Regions from separate parts of the Mus musculus genome. Here region 1 is linked to region 2. A link is a contact called in public HiChIP or PLAC-seq data. All regions are on one chromosome and are shown on one strand. The core of a region is the stretch at or near the end of the contact, and the rest is flanking DNA. Distances in the headings are between cores, read along the strand shown.

Region 1 (5,800 bases), core at 838-3,337, 73 kb after region 2:
ATTAGGGCTGGTGTAGATGGAAGCCAGAGTAAACAAGGAAAAGATGAAGAAAGCCAGTAAAATGAACGCCACCTCCAAGTTGGTGAATGGTAGCTCCATGGAAGACTAACGGTGTTTTCACCTACAGTAGGAAACAAACATTGGCTTAGAACACGGTGATCCAGTGAACTGCCCAGCAATATTTACTTTAGAATCAAACACATGTGCAGTAAGGCTTTACCCAAATACCCATGTACCCAGCGCAATGTACTTTGCCTTGGTAAAAATGAAGTATGACGAGGTGTGGTGGCACATGGCTGTTATTTCAGTATTAGGGAGGCCAGGGTAGGACAAGTGTGAGCTGAGGCCAGTATAGTCTATAGAGCCAACATTCTGTCTAAGAAACCCAGCCCAGCCCAACCCCCAAACAAGTGTATAAACAAAAGCCAAGACAAGGGAGCTGGAGAGATGACGCAGTGGATAAGAGCACAGGCTTTTCTTACAGATGACCTGGATTTGGTTCCTAGCACGTTCATGGCAACTCACAACTGTCTTTAACGTCATTCTAGGGGATCCCAGGCCCTCTTCTGCCTCCTCAGGCACCAGGTTTGCACATGGTACACATACATACACAGAGACAAAACACTCATACATAAAATCAAGATAAATAAATGTTAAAAAGAAACAGAAAGATTACTATAGTACTAGGGTTGGAGGTAAAAGCACTCGGCAAACATGCACGAGAATCTGAGCTTTGATCCCAGAATCCTTGCAAGAAGCCACATGTTGGGGCTGGAGAGATGGCTCCGTGGTTAAGAGTATGCATTGAGGTGATTCCTAGCATCCACCTAGTGGAGTGACTCTTAATTGCCTGTGACTTCAGCTTCAGGGCCCGACTTTTCTGTCTTTTCCTGTACACACACACACACACACACACACACACACACACACACACACGAACAATTGAAAATAATAAAATCTTAAAAAAAGAAAAAAGCCTAATGTGGCTGTGCACACACCAGCGGTATTGTGGCTATAGACAGGAGGGGCAATGGAGCTTGCTGGTTGACAGTCTATCCCCAGGTGCAGTGAGATGCACTGTAAATGCAGCAGGAGGCAGGTGATAGAGGAGGACTCAGTGTCCTTGATCTGTCAGAGCTCATGCACACACACCTTAGTATACACAGGTGCGTGTGTGCACACACATGTACATACACACACACAAAGCTGCAGTATCTTGCTTGGAACAATTGCTGACTATCTTTTTATGTCTTTTAGACAAGTGCCAACTATTTGAAACACTGCCAAGAGCCTAGAAGAATTTTGAAGACACAGAAAGAGTGGCCACATCTTCCTACCACAACTCACTTCAAGTCCTTCATCTGCTCTGTGAGGAAGTAATTGTCAGTCTCTTTCTTAAGGCCTCAGGTTCCTCTGAGTGTGGTATTCAAATGATCTCAACACATTCTCTAGGTGGAATTCTGGGCTAGGTCTATCTGTCTGCCCGTCTGTCTCTCTGTCTCTGCCTGTTTGTCTGTTCATCCCTCTCCCTCCACCCCTTGTGTGTGTGTATGTGTGTGTGTGCGTGTGCGTGTGTGTGTATGTGTGTGTGTGTGTGTGCATGTGTGTGTGTGTGCATGTGTGTGTGTGTGTATGTGTGTGTATGTGCGTGTGTATGTGTGTGTGTGTGCGTGTGCGTGTGTGTGTGTGTATGTGTGTGTATGTGTGTGTGTGTGTGTATGTGTGTGTGTGCATGTGTGCAAGCCACAGTGTGTGTATGAAGGTCCCAGGACAACTTTGTGGGTTCTGTTCTCTTTTTCCATCTTTCTGTGAGTTCTGGGGATGGAACCCAGGCCATGAGTCTTGGGCAGTGTTTTACTGCTGAGTCATTTCCCTGACCCCTGGTAAGAAAGTGAAGATCGAAGGAAAAATTGTAATTGGGAAATATCACAGGATTCATTTTGAAGGGCATACAGGAGAATGAGGGCTTTTTATTGGCTAAGTGAGGGAGCAGAGGGGACCCCAAGGCTCATTCAAGCGGGAAGGATATGAGGCTCACCACTAAAACCATCTCACAGACTTGTGTGAATTGAGTGTGGAGAATGTCAATCCCACGGTCAGCAGAGAAACACGGTCATGCACATCTTGTAACTTATTAATATTTTGAAATGAGATGGATCACATCTGTTTTTCACGGACTGTGAAGATTGTTAATCCTGCTATGGAGCCCTAGAAACCAGAATTTATTTTGATTGCCACTGTCCAGGAAAACAGAGGAGGCAAGAAAAGAGAAGTCTGGCGCCACCTGCTGGCATCTGCATGCAGGTGGTTAGAGATGGAAGTGACTGAAGGACTGAATTCAGGGATGCCACATGATTGCCTGTGTGATACCACGTACTAGTGTAAAATGACCTTACAGACCCCCCAGCTTCATTCCATGCCTGGAACAACACTCTTGCTTGAGTGTGGTGGTGCAGGACTTTAATCCTAGCTTCAGGAGACAGAGGTAGGTGGATCTCTGTGAGTTCTAGGCCAGCCTGGGCTACAGAGTGAATCCTTGTTTCAAAGTAAACAAACAAACAACCCCCCCACTCCCCCCAAAAAAAAGCAAAACCCTGAAACAAAAGCAAAATAAAAACCCACTTTAGCTTGTTTGTTTTGAGTCAGGGTCGTGTCACATAGCCCAGGCCCGCCTTTAACTGGTTATGTTTGTCCTGCCCCAGCTTTCCCCGTGCTAGGTTTGTGCTTCCATGCCTGGCTTTATATAACCTTCTACTTGTCTATCTATTTGCTTACTTAGTGGCTAGGGGGCTGAACCTTGTGTCTATTGGGCAGGTGCTTTACAGCTGAGTTGTAGCCTTAGGTGAAACACTGATGTTAGTGTAGGCGTTCAGGATGGAGGGAATCACGGATGTTTTCTGGACATAGGTCACATACAGTGGGCTCTTTCTGTGCCAGCATCCCTCAGGCTGTCATTCTAGTAACAATACACAAAAGTAGCATTGTTTCTGTTGAGAAGGGAAAATCTGGGTGAAAAGACACAGTAGGTGGGTGATACTGTCAGACGCTTTTGACTTCTCAAGGAGGAACCTTTAGGTCTGTTGGAGGTTTGAGGGCAAAGAGCCCATGAACAGGCACTCTCTACCACCATGACCTTAATTCCACAAAAGAAGCTCTTACCACCATCATCTGGATGTGAGAACTAGTCAACATGTATTGTCTTCAGGCTGGGGGGGGGGGGAGGCACAGTTCAGTGGTAGAATGTATAGTTAGCATACCTGCTGTCCTGGGTTCAGTTTCCAGTGTGTTTATTCACACACACCCTACATACACACATAAACACATATCATAACACCCACACACCATACCACTTACATACACAAACACATACATTCACATATGTCACATGCATGTTCCATATACACACAATAAACATATATCACACATACAACACACATACCACACATACACACACATCATATATACATCACACACTACATACACCACATACACATGCCACATACAAATACATAAACACACACCCCATACACATACTACATACACACACCACAATATATATATATACCTACTACACACACGTACACTCACGCACTCCACATACCACATATACCACATATACATTCCACATACACAGGATAAAATATACCATACACTCATACCACACACATATACATACCACATATACACACAAAAACACATACCACACCACACACATATATACACAAACACACCACATGCACACACACACACACACACACACACACACACACTGTATTATTTCTGGTGTTTCCTTATCATTCCACATTTTTGAAATTCTTTTAGGCACACTTGAAAAACAGTGGCTTTTTTTTTCTTGGATTGCGTACCACCCACACTGGTTCTGTGGAATCTTTAGTTTTCTCTTTTCTCTTTTGCAAAGTAGTAAGGAAACTTGATGCAAAAGCAAAGCAGTATGGGTCAGACACGCCCGGAGGAGGGCGGGGCTTCTTAGGAGTGCTCAAGGGCCTGTGCCCATGTGCCCATCTTATCAGTCTCCTTGCTTACTAGAGAAACACATGCCTTTACACAGTTTGCAAATCAGGATACTTGATGCAGAATGAACCACGAGTTCCCTGCAGCTTCTCTTAAGGGTGAGGGCTACCTGCGTATTTAGTAATAGAAGACTAGCTTGGGCTACAAGAGCACTTGACAAGCCAAACCAACTTCTCCACCACCCTACTTTACTGGCCTTAAGAACTGATCCACTAGATTTTGTTATTTGTCTGTCCAGCCCCACAAACAGCTCTCTGTTGTTCACCTCCATGTTGGGAGGGCTTAAAAAAATGACTTCTTTGTAGCAAAAATTTCTTTCTTTGTCTCTTCTTTTGAGATAGCATCTCATGTAGCCCAGGCTGGCCTCAAGCTTTCTATATAGGGCGTATGACCTTGAACTGCGGATTCTCCTGCCTCCATTCCCTGGGTGCTGTCTGTGGTCATGGTCTACACAACTATATTTGGTGTGTGGGACTCTGGAGCTCAAATCCTGGTCACACTATCCACTGAGCTACATACACAGCCTATAATAAATAATTCTTTGAGTATTCCTTGATTTGATTGGTCATCGATGAAAGAAGTCCAGGGACATGCAACTCAGTGTAAAAATCTGAATTTCACGGGGATGGAAAATGTGTGCTGTAGATATGTCCAGAAATGTCAGCAAGATCAGGCAGTCAGTGGCCTGTTAGCACCTCAGCCAGAGAATAAGACAGAAATTTGGAAAAGGCCTCACAGTTTCAACAGTACCGGTGATGTGCAGGGAGGGCTTGGCTCTCCTTCCCACCCTTGTCCTCTCATCAGAGGGAGTGCCCTTCTCCTTTGGCACTCTCCTGTTCTCTCTGCCTCTCTCTGATGTCCAGCAGATCCTTCTTGTCCTTCTTTGTGTGAGGGCTGTGTGTATGCACTGAGGGCTGGAGTCCCTGGTAAAATGAATGCCTTCACCTGAAGAAGACATCTGCCAGAGTTCAAATAAAGGGCTCGTTCACAACCCAGGGCAAATAAGTAAACTTTCTGGTTACCAAGGAATAGTTTTGGTATTGGAATTCTAATGGTTGGCTACCTCAAAAAATGACCAACACCCCTTGCCCTCAATCCCATGTGACACTACTCCCCCTTCTTCTCCCTACACACCCCCACCTCTCACTTTGAGACAAGGTTTCTCTGTGCAGCCCTGGCTGTCCTACCCCTGTCTCTGCCTCCTACTGCCCAGCCCTCTTCCTCAGCTTCAAGGGTCTTGGGAAGGAAGTTGTATTGTGCACAGATATTCCCACAGACTTTGGTTAAAGCAGAGACTGGCACTAACCCATTACATAACACAGTTATCTCCAATGTCATGCAATCATTGAATTGTCTCTTAGAGATTTTATCAATACACTTCTTGTGCTTGAGTTTCCCTAGTGACCAGGGATTCCTCATCAGTGGAGGCAAATCACTAAAATGCACATCAGAACTTTCTTCAGATGAGCAGAAATCCTTCTCTAAGCAGCTAGTACCATTTGGTTCCCCAGTATGGAGGTAGAAAGTTACATTCTCATAGTTTCTCTTTCTGTCCATAGCCTGATTCCCAATAAAGCCTCATAAATGTCTGTTAAATTGTTATCATCATCATCATCATCATCATCATCGTCGTCATCGTCATCGTCATCGTCATCATCATCGTCCTCCCTACGCAAGGGTGTTTTGTCTGCCTGCATGCTTGCATACCTCGTACTTTACTGGTAGCTGCAGAGGCCAGCAAGGGGTATCTGATTCCTTAGAACTAAAG
Region 2 (5,701 bases), core at 2,818-5,317:
GCTTGGTCAGGAGAAGCTGAATACCATCGTTTTGCTTCTCATTTTGTTATTATGAAAAGGGTCTCACTATGTAGTACAGGCTTGGCGGGTGATGTGGAAGTATGAGAAAAAGCAAATGTATCAAGGCGATGCGCCGCACACAGCACCTTTAATTGAATCCGTTTTAAAGGCTCAGTGTCGTGCTGAGGGTCAGCAAGGAACACCATAGGCGCTTTAAATGAACAGAAGAAAGATAACGGGTGCTCTGGTAGACGAGCTAAAAGTCTCAACCCCCAAAGGTTAATAATCCGCAACATGTCTGCAGTCAATTTGTTTACCTTAGCAACCCCTTTGCATTCTTACTGGATCCTGAGTAAAATGAGCATGTGAGATTTCATTGAAAGCATGCAGAAAATGTGGAGACATGAAAGGAAGATTTCAACTCGGTATCTACTACCTGAGTCCATGGAGGCTTGCGTCACCCAGGTCAACAAGTCTTTGTTACAACATTTACATGTGAAATTGTGACAGCGTAGGTCCCTTGAGAATTGTCCTCAAAGCCAAGGTGGGACTTACAATTGGCACTGGCCGAGCAGGACCTTGGGAAGTTATCTTAATGTTTATCTTATGTAGGCTCTTATAATAATTGCAGGATCTCGACAGGTGACGTTTGTGTACTGGATATAGAGCTAATGTAAACTCTGGGTAAATGGATGCTGTAACATGAGTAGGCTACAGAGCCACCCGCTCACTTTTACTGAGGATCCTTGCTACTAACAGGCATTTACTGCTTTTATTCAAATTTCCCTTTGGTTTGTAAACTTGGCGTCTGGGTCAAACTTTCGCTTCACTTTGACCAGTCACATTGCTTGGCTTTATCAAGCTTCCCTATGGCCCTGATTTTTATGGTAGGGCATTTGTGCAGACCGCCAAGATAAAGGGTGGCTAACTATGGGCCTGTGTTTGTGTTTTTCCGGGCCTCTTCTTTGTATATACAGGAATTCTTTTGCTACTGTGAAACACCCCCACCACCACCTCCACCACTGCCTTTGTTATTTATGAAGGAACTCTGGGGTGAATCTGCAACTCCCTCACTCCTCCCAAACACATTTTACTGCTGTCTTCCAAGGTGAGGCAGACCAGCAGACACCAAAGGACAAGGCTTTAACATATTCAGTCCTGTGAAAGCCCTTCTCACCCACTGCTCAGTAGCCTGCCTTGTACTTACTGTAAGTTTCCAGGTCCCCTACCAAACATACTTCTCAGAACTTTGATAATAAAGAGCAATGTGTCTCAGATATGCACATAGAGGCCTTAGCTTCCCATCCCCTCCTCTAATAAATGTTCATTACTGACTTGCTCTTTCTTCATTTCCTCTCTAAGGCTTTCCCTGGGTTTGAAAAGCTCGTATTAAACAATAGACGTAGCAACCATTCTTTACACCAAATGAATAGACCCATAAAAGCTACAGTCTACAGACCAACTGAATAAGCTCATTTAGCAAATGCCTGTGTGCCTTAACCAGCTTGGGGTGGGGGGAAGTTATCTATACTATTTTTCTTCCTCAAGACATACTTTAAACGAACCAAAGAGGTAAAATTAATTATAAATGGATGTCTAGCCCCTCTCTCTCTCTCTCTCTCTCTCTCTCTCTCTCTCTCTCTTTATCTCTCTCTCCTCTCTCTTAGATTAACATGGACAGCACCTGGGAGTAATCAAAGTTAGTCATATAGTAGTGTTACTGGAGGTATGTTGGAAAAATCACTGGCCTTTTAGTGTAAGAACGCAGAGGGGGGTGAGCAAAATTTTTCTGAAAGATGCAACCATCAAGTCTATTGCTGTGAACAAGGCTGGAAAGCTGTCTAGCTGCTGCTATTATTAAGTTGATTTTATACATTAAGTTTGAAGAGTTAAGGCTGTCCCGTCATTGCCAAGAGGCTGGGTTAAAAATCTCCAAATGCTTTCAGGCTCACACTGCTCTAAAGAGGATTTGTGCATATCCTAGCCAGTGTTTGCTAAATCCATGTGTAGAGATACTTTTATAATTACATCCTCCCACAGCTTGATTTTCTTTAAATTGTTAAAGTTCTCAAACGTGTACAGTGTTTGGCTTCATATAACTATCATCCGGACTCAACAGCCATCGGTATCTTCACATTATCTATCTCCTCTTCTTCCTTTCACTCTTCCAGGCGTGATGCGTGCAACTCTTACACTTTTACATCACTGTAAGTCATGATACCGTCACAAACTAGGGCTACCTGTGTGTAGCTGAGTTGGGTCAGGGGGAGTTGGTGGGGGAAGCTCGAGGGCGAGGGCGCAGGGGGGAGGCGGGAGGGCGGGGGCAAAAGGGGAGGGGGAAGGCGCGGGGGGGGGGGCGGGGGCGGGGCGGGGCGGGGGCGCGGGGACAGGAATACCTCATGGGAAGGGCACTCGAGAATGAAGTGGAATGCATCTCCTGCGAAAGCAGTTGTGTCTGTATAGTTTTCTTCTCCTGGGAAAGTTAACTGAAGAAAGGAGAAATAAGGTCAGTTTTAAAAAGGAGAAAGGGGCAGCATCTGCACAGCAAAACCGTTCTGAGGTCGTTTGTTATCCCTTCATCCGAGATTAAGCGGTAAACAAATCACTTGGCTACACAGACACGCAGGTACATTCCTTCTGCCCGTGTTGGCAGTAAGACCTCGGCCGTGGCAGCCTTCTGGACATATTTCTTACACCCAATTCTCACACTTCTTTAAGGAATTAATGTAAGTTGTTTTACAAGAACACCGTCCAGGATACTCTATATTTTAGAAAACTAGAGATCCGAATTTTATTTTTTGGATTGAGTAGCGATTACTATAGGCAGTAAAGAAGGACCTTGTAACTTTTTTTCCCCTTATGTATGTAAAAAGAATGATTTGAATAACCTCAGAGCAATCAAAGTCCTAATTAAAAGCAGCGGCTGACTTTTCAGCCAAGACACTCCATCTTCCGTCTAACTAAAGGAACATTTTATCACGTCTGTACTGACACCCTTGGATAATGACTATTGTCATCTTTTGGTTGAAACTTGACCCTTCAACTTTATGTGTCAGAAAACTTAACGCTGACAACATACCTTTTACAGTTTTGCCTTAAACGTCATAATGATAAAAAAACCAAACAGTAATAAACAAACAAATAAACAAAACCTTGTCTTGTGTAATTAAATAACCAGAGATGGCAGGCAGTCAGTGGGCCAGTTTTATCATTTTACATTGTTACATCATGATTTTGGCTACCTCAACTTACAATGCCCTCCTCCAATCAGCAACATGCATGCTCTCTTGATAATCTGCTTAGATTTTGCATGTTACCTAAAAAAAAATCTAGGTTTATTAGTAGACCAACATTCTCCCATCTATTTACTTGTATGGATAATAGTTTTGAGAATTATTTTCTTGGAAAAATAATTGTAAAATACATAACAATATTTTAAAATGTCCAAATAGTATCCCACAATGAGATTGCTAAATGTACTTCAGAAATCCTATATATTTTCCTCAGTCCTATTAACTGTAAGTATACCCAAATAGTTCTCAGCATAAGCACATTTAGAGACCCAGAAGCACAAACAGGCAAACAAACAAGTTACCCTAGCCAGTTATTTCAAAAACCTACCTGGTTTCTGTTCACTGATAAAAAGGAGACTCATGGCAAAAATAAAAAATACCCAAAAAAGGGGCTGGAATCGCATCTTTTCTTTTCTTTCTCTTTTTTCTTTTCTTCTTTTTCTTTCCTTTTGTTTTTCTTTTTTCTTACACGCAAGTGAACAATAGCTCTTCAAGTAGAGAAATCGTCTGTAAATCGCAGTATCTGTCCGGCTCACCCCACATCCTATGGCCAGAACTCAGAGGGCTGCCAGCTGCCTTTTCCTGAAAAGGTTAATGATCACATCAGACAAGGTTACTGGTACTCCAGAGCTCCCAAGCCTCAAGCCCCTCCTCCATCCCTCTCCGCGGCTCCCTGCCACTCCCCCTTATTTCCATAAGCAAATATTGGTGAAATGGACCATTCAGGCACGCAGTAACTTAAGCGGGAAGTCTCTGCAAAGCTCCAAGGAGAGTCACTCCAATTCAATCTGTTTACGAAGAACTATGCAAAACGAAGCATTGCCTGCCTCCGCTCCCCTCCATTGCAATCTGTTTAAGCTTTGCATTGCCCATATTGATCCCACATGCAGGAAGCAGTGGAGAGGACGGGAAGTCTCCCTTGTGTCCTCTTGCAGAAGGAATGCTAGAGCTCTAACTGAGGGATTCCCAAATGCTTTGTATGGACTCTGGGTTGGAGCGCTTCCTCTTTGCCAGAGTTACTACAAAGTAGCGCCTATTTATATTAAATCTCCAAATGGCTTAATGTGTGTGGGTTCCCACCATCAGAGATTCCTGGAGTTTAGAAGGTTCAGAAGTAAATCTGTGAAATGTTTATCTTTTCATTTAAGTGCAATTTAAGAAGTGATGAAGGTCATTTTCATCTGCAAACATTCAAGAGTTTTTCAAAGGGAGTTCAGGCAAGCCACAGACATAAAATGCTCTGCTGTAAACTTGTAAGTGGTGGCGTGTCAGGTAAACGTCACCGGCACGGAGACCAGATTGCAGATGGAGAAAGAATGTTGTAGCTGGTTTCTAAACAGTCAGAAGAAACAAAAGGAGTCTAGTTTTTGTCTTGCACATCCACCCGCATCTCCTGTCTGAGGGCTTTCTTACCTGTAATACAAGACTGTTGGATCTGAGAAGTATTGTAATTATTCTAATGAAGAAGGCTATGTAGCTATACTCTGACAGATAAGTAGACCCAAGCACATGTAAGCGGTTGTGAATTGTCAGGAATTTTGTTCCATTTTGGCATCTTTAAAGTCAGGTGGTGGTCACACACAATCTTGGGCTTCTTAAGGTTTGAAATGCAAAAATTATTTTGATTTTACAAATTAGTCTGTACAATTCCATATCTGCCTAGCTATTCCAGATTATACAGAACTTTAAAAAATTCTTAAAAAAATTTTTTTTAATTATTTAATTATTAAATGTGGTGGCACCTATCTTTAATCCCAGCACTCAAAAGACATAGGCAGGCATATCTCTGTGAGTTCCAGGACAGCCTGGTCTACATAGCAAGTACTGGTACAGCCAAGGCTATATAAGAGAGTAACCCTATCTCAAAAATAGATGATAGAAGATAGATAGATAGATAGATAGATAGATAGATAGATTTTATTTATTTATTTATTTATTTACCTGCATGTATGTCTGAGCACCGTGCGTATGCAGTGCCCACAGAGTCCAGAAGAGGACATCAGGTCCCCTGAGCTGTAGTTACAGGCAGTAGTGAGCCCCTGTGTGTGTGCTGGAATGAACTCAGGTCCCCTGACAGAGCAGCACCTGCTCTTAACTGCTGAGCCATTTCTCCAGACCTGTTTTATAGTTATTGTTGTTGGGCTTTTTGTTTGTTTTTAAAAGAAATTTTAAGGTATAAGCCAGATGTGGTAGCACACACCTTTAATCCCAGTATTCAGGAGGCAGAGGCAGGTTAATCTGAGAATCTGAGGCCAGCTTGGTCTGCAGAGCAAGTTCCAGGACAGCCAAGTCTACACAGAGAAATGCTGTCTCAAAACAAGAAACAAACACCAAAAAACCCCACCAAAAACAAAAACAAAGAACTGTGTGTATGTGTGTGTGTGTGTGTCTGTCCAAGGAGGTAAGAA

The links. HiChIP or PLAC-seq counts read pairs in DNA pulled down with a chosen protein or histone mark.
Region 1: a contact with region 2 is called in an H3K27ac HiChIP or PLAC-seq map of extraembryonic endoderm stem cells. The contact joins the enhancer-like site here to the promoter of Apela in region 2. A contact is called at or near these places in 6 of 15 datasets of contacts at CTCF or cohesin (the G1E-ER4 cell line, embryonic stem cells, hippocampal excitatory neurons and 2 more), 142 of 484 Hi-C or Micro-C datasets (the AML12 cell line, the AtT-20 cell line, the C2C12 cell line and 72 more), 19 of 115 datasets of contacts at active chromatin or transcription factors (PVALB interneurons, astrocytes, embryonic limb bud and 10 more) and 3 of 9 other capture datasets (adipose tissue, embryonic stem cells and embryonic tail).

What each region holds. Positions count from the first base shown.
Region 1 is chr8:65,108,319-65,114,118 of GRCm38.p6, forward strand. It overlaps Smim31 (small integral membrane protein 31), which reads right to left. Exons shown (of 3, transcript NM_001352886.1): 2 at 1-121. The coding sequence starts at 99. It overlaps Gm39184 (a long non-coding RNA gene), which reads left to right. Exons shown (of 3, transcript XR_870474.2): 3 at 1,258-1,548. Among named protein-coding and RNA genes, the nearest start is that of Gm39184, 7.1 kb to the left of the region's middle. Within about 2 kb of position 2,088, at least 7 of the 459 cell types and tissues checked have an H3K27ac peak or open chromatin away from gene starts, as enhancers often do. A contact at or near this core is called in the STO cell line, extraembryonic endoderm stem cells and stem cell-derived germline stem cell-like cells, where this site is marked.
Region 2 is chr8:65,033,269-65,038,969 of GRCm38.p6, forward strand. It overlaps Apela (apelin receptor early endogenous ligand), which reads right to left and starts at 4,068. Exons shown (of 4, transcript NM_001297554.1): 1 at 4,013-4,068; 2 at 3,622-3,875; 3 at 2,397-2,486. The coding sequence starts at 3,697. The coding sequence ends at 2,398.